2 separate regions of the Cyclopterus lumpus genome follow, and region 2 is linked to region 1. Evidence: chromatin contacts called from public Hi-C data. All regions are on one chromosome and are shown on one strand. Each heading gives the region's core, a stretch centred on a gene start, on an enhancer-like site or on the middle of the called end of the contact. The rest is flanking DNA. Distances are from core to core; before and after follow the strand shown.

What was found. A called contact is a pair of places that touch in the nucleus more often than the background predicts.
Region 2: a Hi-C map of muscle shows a contact between it and region 1, with 5 times the contacts expected there. The contact joins the promoter of lamtor3 here to the promoter of osr1 in region 1. A contact is called at or near these places in 2 of 2 Hi-C or Micro-C datasets (both in muscle).

What each region holds. Positions count from the first base shown.
Region 1 is chr22:820,517-825,379 of fCycLum1.pri, forward strand. osr1 (protein odd-skipped-related 1) reads left to right here and starts at 2,812. Exons shown (of 3, transcript XM_034525124.1): 1 at 2,812-3,144.
Region 2 is chr22:975,099-979,681 of fCycLum1.pri, forward strand. lamtor3 (ragulator complex protein LAMTOR3) reads left to right here and starts at 1,539. Exons shown (of 7, transcript XM_034563687.1): 1 at 1,539-1,675; 2 at 1,902-1,945; 3 at 2,276-2,310; 4 at 2,410-2,468. The coding sequence starts at 1,937.

The sequences.
Region 1 (4,863 bases), core at 1,562-4,061:
GTCTTCCGACCACTCAAAGCACTTTAACACTACATGACATCATTCAGCATTCGCACACTGATGGGAGGAGCTAAGGTTCCACCTGCACATCAGCAGTAACTAACATTCACACACATTCACACACTGATGGGAGGAGCTAAGGTTACACCTGCACATCAGCAGTGACTGACATTCACACACATTCACACACTGATGGGAGGAGCTAAGGTTACACCTGCACATCAGCAGTAACTAACATTCACACACATTCACACACTGATGGGAGGAGCTAAGGTTACACCTGCACATCAGCAGTGACTGACATTCACACACATTCACACACTGATGGGAGGAGCTAAGGTTACACCTGCACATCAGCAGTAACTAACATTCACACACATTCACACACTGATGGGAGGAGCTAAGGTTACACCTGCACATCAGCAGTCACTAACATTCACACACATTCATACACCGTAGTACAGCTATGGGAGACATTTTTGGTGTTAAGTGTCTTGTCCAAGGATACATGGACATGGGCTAGCGGAGCCGGGGATCAAACCGCCGATCCTCTTCATTGAAGGACAACCCTGCTCACCACTGAGACACAGTCTTTGGATGGGGTCTGCATCAGCTCGAGGCTCCAAACTGAAAATGAGGTTTAGACATTCAATCATACTAAGATGACTTGCTGTTGTAAACATCCTTTCTAAATGTAGGGAATTAGTGTGGGTTCTATGAATCTATAATGTTGTTCTTGGGAGGGCGTTATTCCAGACTCCATGTTGCTCAACTTATTTCTTTGGTCCTTGAAGCATAACATTATTTTTTTATGTCAACTATTACAAAAGGTGTCAATTCTAGGTTATATAATGAATGTGTGTTACCAGAGTATATTGTATTGTATTAGTAGTTTACAAATTAACAGAAATATCAACAGCAACAAATTTGCATTCAATATTATAATTATGAATTCAATCGTATTCTTTGTTTAGAAATTAAAATGTCAATGCTTCTCTCTGGCCGCCAGGGGGAGCAACTGAACTTTAAATCAAAAGCTACTGATCGCTGTAAATAAATTAAGCGAAACTGATTCATCCTGATTTAAAATTGTCATAGTTGTCATTGTTTTTCTTGCACAAAGACGCAAGACAATTGCAGAAGAAATATCATGTGCCAACAGTAAACAGAAAATAAAACTCAGTTTTCATCGGCAAATCGAGTTTTCAAAGTTTTCATGTAGATTCTTCAGTTGTTATCTTGTGACCGAAGTATAGAACTTCTTCATTAAAATGTGGTTCAAAGCTTCTGCAAAAACTAGTAAGAGGACCTTGAGCTGAACTTTGAAACTCACTTTGAAACTTTTAAAAGACCGTGGTATTTATTTTATATCCATGAAATAATAGGCCTGAGCCCAAATTGCATTCTTTGAAATAATTTTTTTTTCAAAAAACAAACCTGTACCATAGTAGCTGAGGTTTGATGTATAATAGTTTCCTTTGGCTGCTGTTTTTACTACATCTGAACTGTCATCCGGAAAGTGATTAACTGAGACTGCATGTGCTGCTCTGTGTGTATGTGCATGTTTACAGAGAAGTAGCCCATCTCAAAGTGGGCACTTCCACCAGAGCCATTCTTCACATTGACTGCTTCACACAATGTAAATGATGTCTGGCCATTTTATTGCTCGTAGATGGAGGCTTCTGGGCTTCTGGTCCACCGTCCCCGATAAGAGCGCTATGGTTGCACACAAACTGTGATGTCTTGTCAAACGTCTCACAATGTTTGAGTAGGGCACACTAAGCCAACACAATCCACCTCATGCCAGTTTCAAGTCATGTGATGCAGAATTAGTTTACTTCATCCCCTTTTCACTCACATTTTTGCTTTGGATTCCAATCAAGACCACATTTAAAGAAAAAGCTTCAACGTTTAGAATCGGAACCTCAGAAAATTAGTCAAATGTCCGGAAGGATGAAGTTGAGGGTTTCAAGAACGTGGCAGATTTTGTTCACTAAAACATGGCCTTCATCCTCGGTTTCTGCGGAACACCATGAACTTCAATATTATCCTGCAAAGCTTATAGTATCCAGACTTCCCTAGTGTAATTCAATTCAATTCAATTCAGTTTATTTTGTATAGCCCAATATCACAAATTACAAATTTGCCTCAGAGGGCTTTACAAGTGTACATACTGATAAGACAACACACTGTCCATTATATGGAAATGCAGTGGTCGCTATCCTGGCGGTCGAGATCTACCAGGGTATTATTACTATTTTAAAGTATTTTGTAGTATTTTGTTTTTTTTCTCAGATTTTTGAATGATGAGCTTGTCATAATTCACATCCACAAAAGTAAATCAATTCGGACGCCAAATGATAACTATGATAAATGCTAACTTTTTTTGCATCAAAACACTGACAATCTGAATAACATTATTATAATTGTTGTTATAATTAAAAATACATGCGTTAGCCCTATGGTGAATGTGTTCAACTACAAATTGGTTTAGTTTTACGAAGATTATATTTGATTGTTTGATCCGTAAACATAAAGGCCGTATGCACAGGGAGCCCTGGCCGATGGCCGGACAGATATGATCTTTTCAACGATTATTAAATATCAAACATGAAGCCAGTTAAGCACTATTGCTCACACCACAAAGGCAGAAAGGACGCTCACTGGCCGCTTTTCAATAAATGCTTTTCTTAACAGCTAAAGCTTAGAAATTGTAAACTCGTATTTCTATTGTTGTATCAAACTTTATTGGATCATAAGGAGTGCGCGCGCACCGCTTCATCGGTCCCGTTCAGTGTGCGCGCATAGACTGACATGTCACAGGACCACTTGACACCTCGCGCTCACGGAGCAGCAGCGATGCTCCTCTGTGGGCTGGCGGAGTGACGCGCCAGTAGGATGAGATAAAGAGGCAGCGGCAGTCGAGAGCGAGGAACAGCGGAGCGGAGACGCGTCCCGACACCACACTGCACCCGCACCCGCCGTGCCCGCTCAGCTCAGCCTCCTCTCTGAGCTTCACATCGCGGAGGAACATGCTGCCGCTCCGTCCGGCTCATTCACCGTAAAGCTCCGCGGCTTCCACGACCTGAAGCTCCGGCAGGACCTCCGAGTGTAGAGGGAGAATTTAAAGAAGAGCTATTATTGGTAAGTCTTCCCTTTCTTTTTACAAAACCCATCACATATCAGTTTGCCTGAGTTTTATTAATTTAAAAATGGTGTCCACACTTTCATATTTATGTCTCTATACTTTAGACGTAAACAACAGTGAGCAGGAGTTTTAGATTCGCAGAGAGGGTTGGGCAACAGGTGTAGGAGGCCCGTCATTCACTTCTTTAAAGTAATAATCAATATCAGCACACTGGTTTTCTTTACATATCAATGATAACAAAAGTGATTAAAGGGACGGTAGTGCTTAAAAAACAAACTGTTTTAATGTGTTGTCACAGCTGTATTTAAATAGATTGACTTATAACAGATAAATAGTTTTTCCTCAGAATATGTACTGGTGTGTACATATTCTGAGGAATGTCTAAATGTCTGAATGTAAAACATTTATTACTTTCCAAATAGCCTCCAGCTTTGATAATCAACAGCAGATTATGAGCTTAATATAATAAAATCCCTCAACAGACCTCTGACTGACAAAACTGTAGTTTGAATTGTGATCCCTATGAGTCGCACATCTTCACAATCAGCACAGACTGAAGAAAAGAGGCTCTAGAAACACTGCACTCCCGTCCTGAGGACCGGGATCAGATAAGGGGTCGGTGAGGCAGGTGTGACGTGCCTTCTTTTAGAGATCTGGTCCTAGTGGAGGCAGGCGAGGGGCCACCCATGGATCAGACTATTCATGTTTTTATGCGACTCAAAGCTCATTTTACACATGTATTGGTGTAAGTACTCGTTGAGCATTGATGCCCCTTTCAGAGTTTTAAAAGCGGACTAATGTATTAAATGTGTAAGCAGCATGTTGATGTAGTTGACGTAGTGAACTTTTGCTAATGTTAACCGGATCACTTTAATGAAAGAATGTATTAGAGGTTTACACACTCTTTTAAATGATACACAATGCAGTAAAAATGACAATATATTCCTCTAAAATGTAGCGAAGTACAAAGTAACATAACATGGAAAAAAAGATTGATTCTTTATTAAATGTACGAAAGCATTGCACCACTGCTGTGGCTCATTGAACACTCCAGTTTATGCATTTATATTTTTTAACATGGCAGCTAAGGAACTTATCAAATTATCAAAGAACATTTAACCTGTTCCTGTAGTTCCAGAGATCTACTTGTGTTTTTAGAATAAAAGAAAATGAATAAGTTGATTTTTTTACCTTGGGAGGCAGCCTAGAGATATGTCACATCTCAAGAGAGCCTGTGAGCCTCTGTTCTTATCAACGTCATGTAGGGATCGTTTAGTGAACTTACTGCATAATGAAGTGATGAGGCTGTGACGCAAATTTAGTCAAAAGTCCATGTATTGCCCAACAAATGACTGGAATCTGCTCCTAAAACACCCACTCTGTTTATGTTTTCATTTAGCACAATAACTTCATCAGGGCACAAAAATATATATAAATCCCAAATAAAAAACTGAGGACGTGGCCTGTTTATAGGATGTGTTTTCGATGCTTCGGACTTGGTCAGTTCTTTAAGAAAAGAAAAGTTCACATACGTTGATCATTTGTGGAAGGAGAGGTGTGTACTCCACCCAGCCTGATCGCGTTTACATGGAGGTGTGAAGCAGCGTCTCCACAACGAGGCTCTCTGAGGTGCTGTATCTCACAGTCTTGACCAAAGCAGAGGGCCACATGGCTGTTGGGCTATAGAGGCCCCTGGTATGCAGACATCAAAGGGT
Region 2 (4,583 bases), core at 289-2,788, 150 kb after region 1:
CCAGCCACAGACTGTTTGCCCTCCTTCCCTCTGGGAGGCACTACAAGAATCTCCGTTCCAGGACCAGCAGGCTCAGGAACAGTTTATTCCCCTCAGTAGTCAACACACTCAACTCTGCACCACATTGACATCCCCCCTATTTACATATAGACACTTGCACTTTACTGTACATACATACTGTTTATATATATATTATACATAACCACGGCACACTATATCTGCATTGCACTTTGTTCGTAATATACTGCTCTGAGCTAAGGAAGGTCATGAGCTACTGCGCTGAGCTAAAGGTCATGAGCTGCTGATGTAAATGTGTTAGTGACCGACATGTAACCTGGGGAACCCAATGGCTCTGTTGCTCAGTTTTACAGGAAAAGCAAACTACCTAAATTAATATATTGTTATTTATATAATCAGAATCAGCTTTAAGTGTGTGAATACAATGAATATGACTTGTATTCTGTACATGCAGAGATATAGACACACAGCTAAAAACAAGCAACAACGCCTAACAATCATTTGACTACTATAAACTATGTGATGCATCTTAGAAATGTGAGTAGTTGTGCTCTCCATGTTTCAGTCTGATACAATAACTCATATAGTCAACTCCTCAAACAGTGTTCACACACAACACAGAGCTAAATCCTTCTCGAGACCAAAGTCCTATATTAGGATGATGTGATTTAGTCAGAGGGGCTAAGACACTGGCAGCAGAGTCAGAACAGAACAGGTTAGATGGTGATGATGATGACAGTAACAGTGATGATGTAGCAATGAAGGTCAAAGGTGAAGCACAGGTGGTGCTCTGACTGTGTGGTAACTGAAGAGCGGTCCACTGAAGGCTGCTTGATAAGAATAAACCAACTGTCTCTTTATTTTTCAATTGTCAATATTTATTGCCTTGTGATCAACACATGCTCACTCTTCCATGTAGGGATTTTTGGTTCTAAAATGACACAAATATAACAAGTAAATACATGATGTATATAACTATGCAGAAAATTAACCATGAACATAAAATATCAGAGGAAATAAACGGCATTAAATACATCTATAAATAACCTAGTTAATTAACAAAGACACTGGTAAATTTAACTAAATGTATGGTTTACATACACGTATACTGCCATCTAGTTGTAGAAAGGTAAACCCTTTACTCTGCGTCTCATACAGGCTCTATTGTGTTCACTCAGAAACATCACAATGAGGTGGACATATAAATATGATGCTAACAGCAACAACTCTACACACACACATTAGTTTGATTAAACTATATTAGGAACTGTGTTGCATTAAAAAACACAACGATTAATTGAAAAGTTGATTATTGCTGTGTACATGAATATTAAACTGCCTGTAGTCACTACTGTTGCTAACATATCCAGGTTTATTTATGAAGAAACCACGGTATTTCCGTATTTTCGAATGAATCATAAAAAACAAACGAATAAAACGTACACGGACCGACCTCCTTCTATGCGTTTAACCCTGCGCCAGATCGATGCGTTGCAGCAATGTTGCGCAGTATTGACTTACTTCAACACTTCTCCAGGAGCCGGAAACAAAACAAGTCTGTCATGTGATTTTCTGCTCGTGCCCGTTTTTGCCTCTTGTGTGTAACACAGCTAGCTATTAGCTGGATATAAAGTATATTCAACAGTATTCAAAGAAGGTATGTTAACCCATTTCATGTTTTTATTAATGATCTTGTTTTATACATGTATACGTTAGGTTAACATAAGCAGTTAACTAGTAGTTCAGCTTGTTCTATTAAAGTAAGAGACCCGACGGCAACATATCCCCAGTTATCGTGCTGGTTAGTTAGCATGCTTTAATCCACTTCAGGGACCCCTCGTGTGATAACGTAAAACTATGCTAACGCAGATTTCTCCCCGCAGAGCGGCCTGGATACCACGACCATACATCGGCTAACATGGCTGATGTGAGTATAGCCCGGCTGTCAAGAGTCCCCGCAGATAAAACACACGTTATTTAACGTTGAAGCTAAATAAAAAGGAGCATGTAACATGCAGCTCGAGGTCAAAAGCGACATGTATGAATGTAAACTTGGACAGTTTGTGCAACATGGCGTTAGCTTGTTGGCTTTCTGTGCTGCGTTCACGTCCTCCACACGGTATCCGGACATATGAACTGCTCTGAACATTCGGTTCACACACAGAACACTACCGTTAGCTTGTCAGTCAGGTGGTGACTGCCGCTCATGTAGAACCCTTTGTAACTTTTTTTATATAATAGTTGTTTATCTTTGCAGGATTTGAAGAGATATCTGTACAAACAGCTGCAAAGGTGTGTATGATTAATTATAATGTTGTAATAATAGCTTCACAGTTGACAGAATATGTTGTGTGAGTTATTTTGTAAAACGTACTGTGTGTTATCCTTTAGTGTTGAAGGTCTTCATGCTATCGTAGTGACAGACAGGGACGGTGTCCCAGTTATCAAAGGTAAGAAAGCTTTTTTCTGAAGCCTTCGTTCCTCATCTTGTATGTTGGACAAAATACTGTATCCTTTTCTCTCCATTTTCCACCAATTCAATTCATTTTGTATAACCCAAAATCCCAAATTTGCCTCAGAGGGTTAGGGCTACGACATCCTCATCAGAACAGGAAAAACTCCCCGCCAAAAAACATTAGAGTGATAAAACATATATACATACATACATTTTTCATATAATGAGAGTAGTAAGCAGAGCAAAAACATATGACTACTAATAATAACAGCAGTGGATGTAGTAGCATGATGATAATAAAAGCATTATTGGTATTAGTAATACAAATGCAACTAATTATAATAGTATCAGAATGTGTCGGGCAGGAGCAGGGTCCAGATAAAACGACAATCCATGTAAACTTGTGGGGCGAGAAAGCACAACAACTTGGGAAGAAGTAGAGTTAGTAATGTGCAATGATGGGACATGAATTCATACAAGAGGAGAGGAGAGAGGAGCTCAGTGTATCCTAAGATGTCCCCCAGCAGTCTAGGCCTATAGCAGCATATCTAGGGGCCAACATTCGTAGTCTTTCATTCATTGAGCGCACCTATTTGTTGGGGTAATATGGATCTATATAAGCTTTCTAGTGGGGTAATATGGTACTATGAACTCTAGTGGGGCAATATGGTACTATAAGATCTCTAGTGGGTTAATATGGTACTATAAGCTTTCTAGTGAGGTAATATGGTACTTTAAGCTCTCTCGTCGGTTAATGTGGTACTATAAGCTCTCTCGTGGGGTACTATGGTAAATTGACCCGTACTTCTATAGCTCTTTTCAGGTCTTCCGACTACTCAAAGCACTACATGACATCATTCACACCCATTCATTCATTGATGGGAGGGGCTAATGTTCCACCTGCACATCAGCAGTAACTAACATTCACACACATTCACACACCGTAGACACAGCTCCGGGAGCAATTGTAGGGTTAAGTGTCTTGCCCATGGACACATCGACATGGGCTAGCGGAGCCGGGAATTGAATTGCCGATCCTCTGATTGAAGTACGACCCTGTGAGTCACAGTTCTAGTCGGGTAGTATGGTACTATAAGCTCTCTAGTGGGGTAATATGGTACTATAAACTCGGTAGTGGGGTAATATGGTACTATGAGCTCTCTCGTATGCTACCATAAGCTCTCTAGTGGGTAGTATGGTACTATACGCTCTCTAGTGGGGTAATATGGTACTACCTGCTTAAGATATGATGGTGCATCACCAATCAATGCTTTGTAGGTGAGGAGAAGAATTTTAAATGTGATTCTTGATTTTGTGCAGAGCAGCTAATACAGGAGTTATGTGATCTCTTTTCTTAGTTTTTCTGAGTACATGAGCTGCAGCATTCTGGATTAACTGGAGGGATTTAAGAGACTTATTAGAGCAGCCTGATAATAAGGGGAACTCATTTTTCTGCATCTGAGTTAAGATGATTTTGGCGGACTTTGATGGAATGATCTGACTGGAGAAGAATCTCCTGAACAACTTATAACTGTCTCATTCCCACTCTAACATGGCTATTTTAACATAATTGACTTACTTGATAATAACGTCATGTTCATTGCACTGCTGTGAGACCTTCTCTGTGTGAAGAGATCTGAGTATAGGGGTGATGCGAGACTGTCTATTTGTCCATGTCAGTAATCTGGTAGCAGCAGAAAATCTGGATTACCTGCAACCGGTTAATCGCAGAGTTAGAGCGAGGAGAAAAGTGCATTACAATAGTCAATACGAGAAGAGATAACAGCATGTATGATCATCTAATTCAGCTGTTGATAATACAGATCTCGGCTTGCCAATGTTTCTTTGGTGGAAGAAACAAGATCTGGACAGCTGCTTAACATGGGGGTCAAACGACAAGGATTGGTCAAATATTACCCTGAGATTACACAGGTCGAGGTGGACATCAGAGGAGAGTGAACCAATGCTCTGCTTGACCGTAGGGACAGCATCATCAGATGCAATAACCAGAACCTCAGTCTTATTAGCATTCAGTTGTAAACTATTTACTGCTGTACAGTTCGTAATAGCATTGACACAATCAAGGAGCCTAGTTAACCTGAAGGCCTCA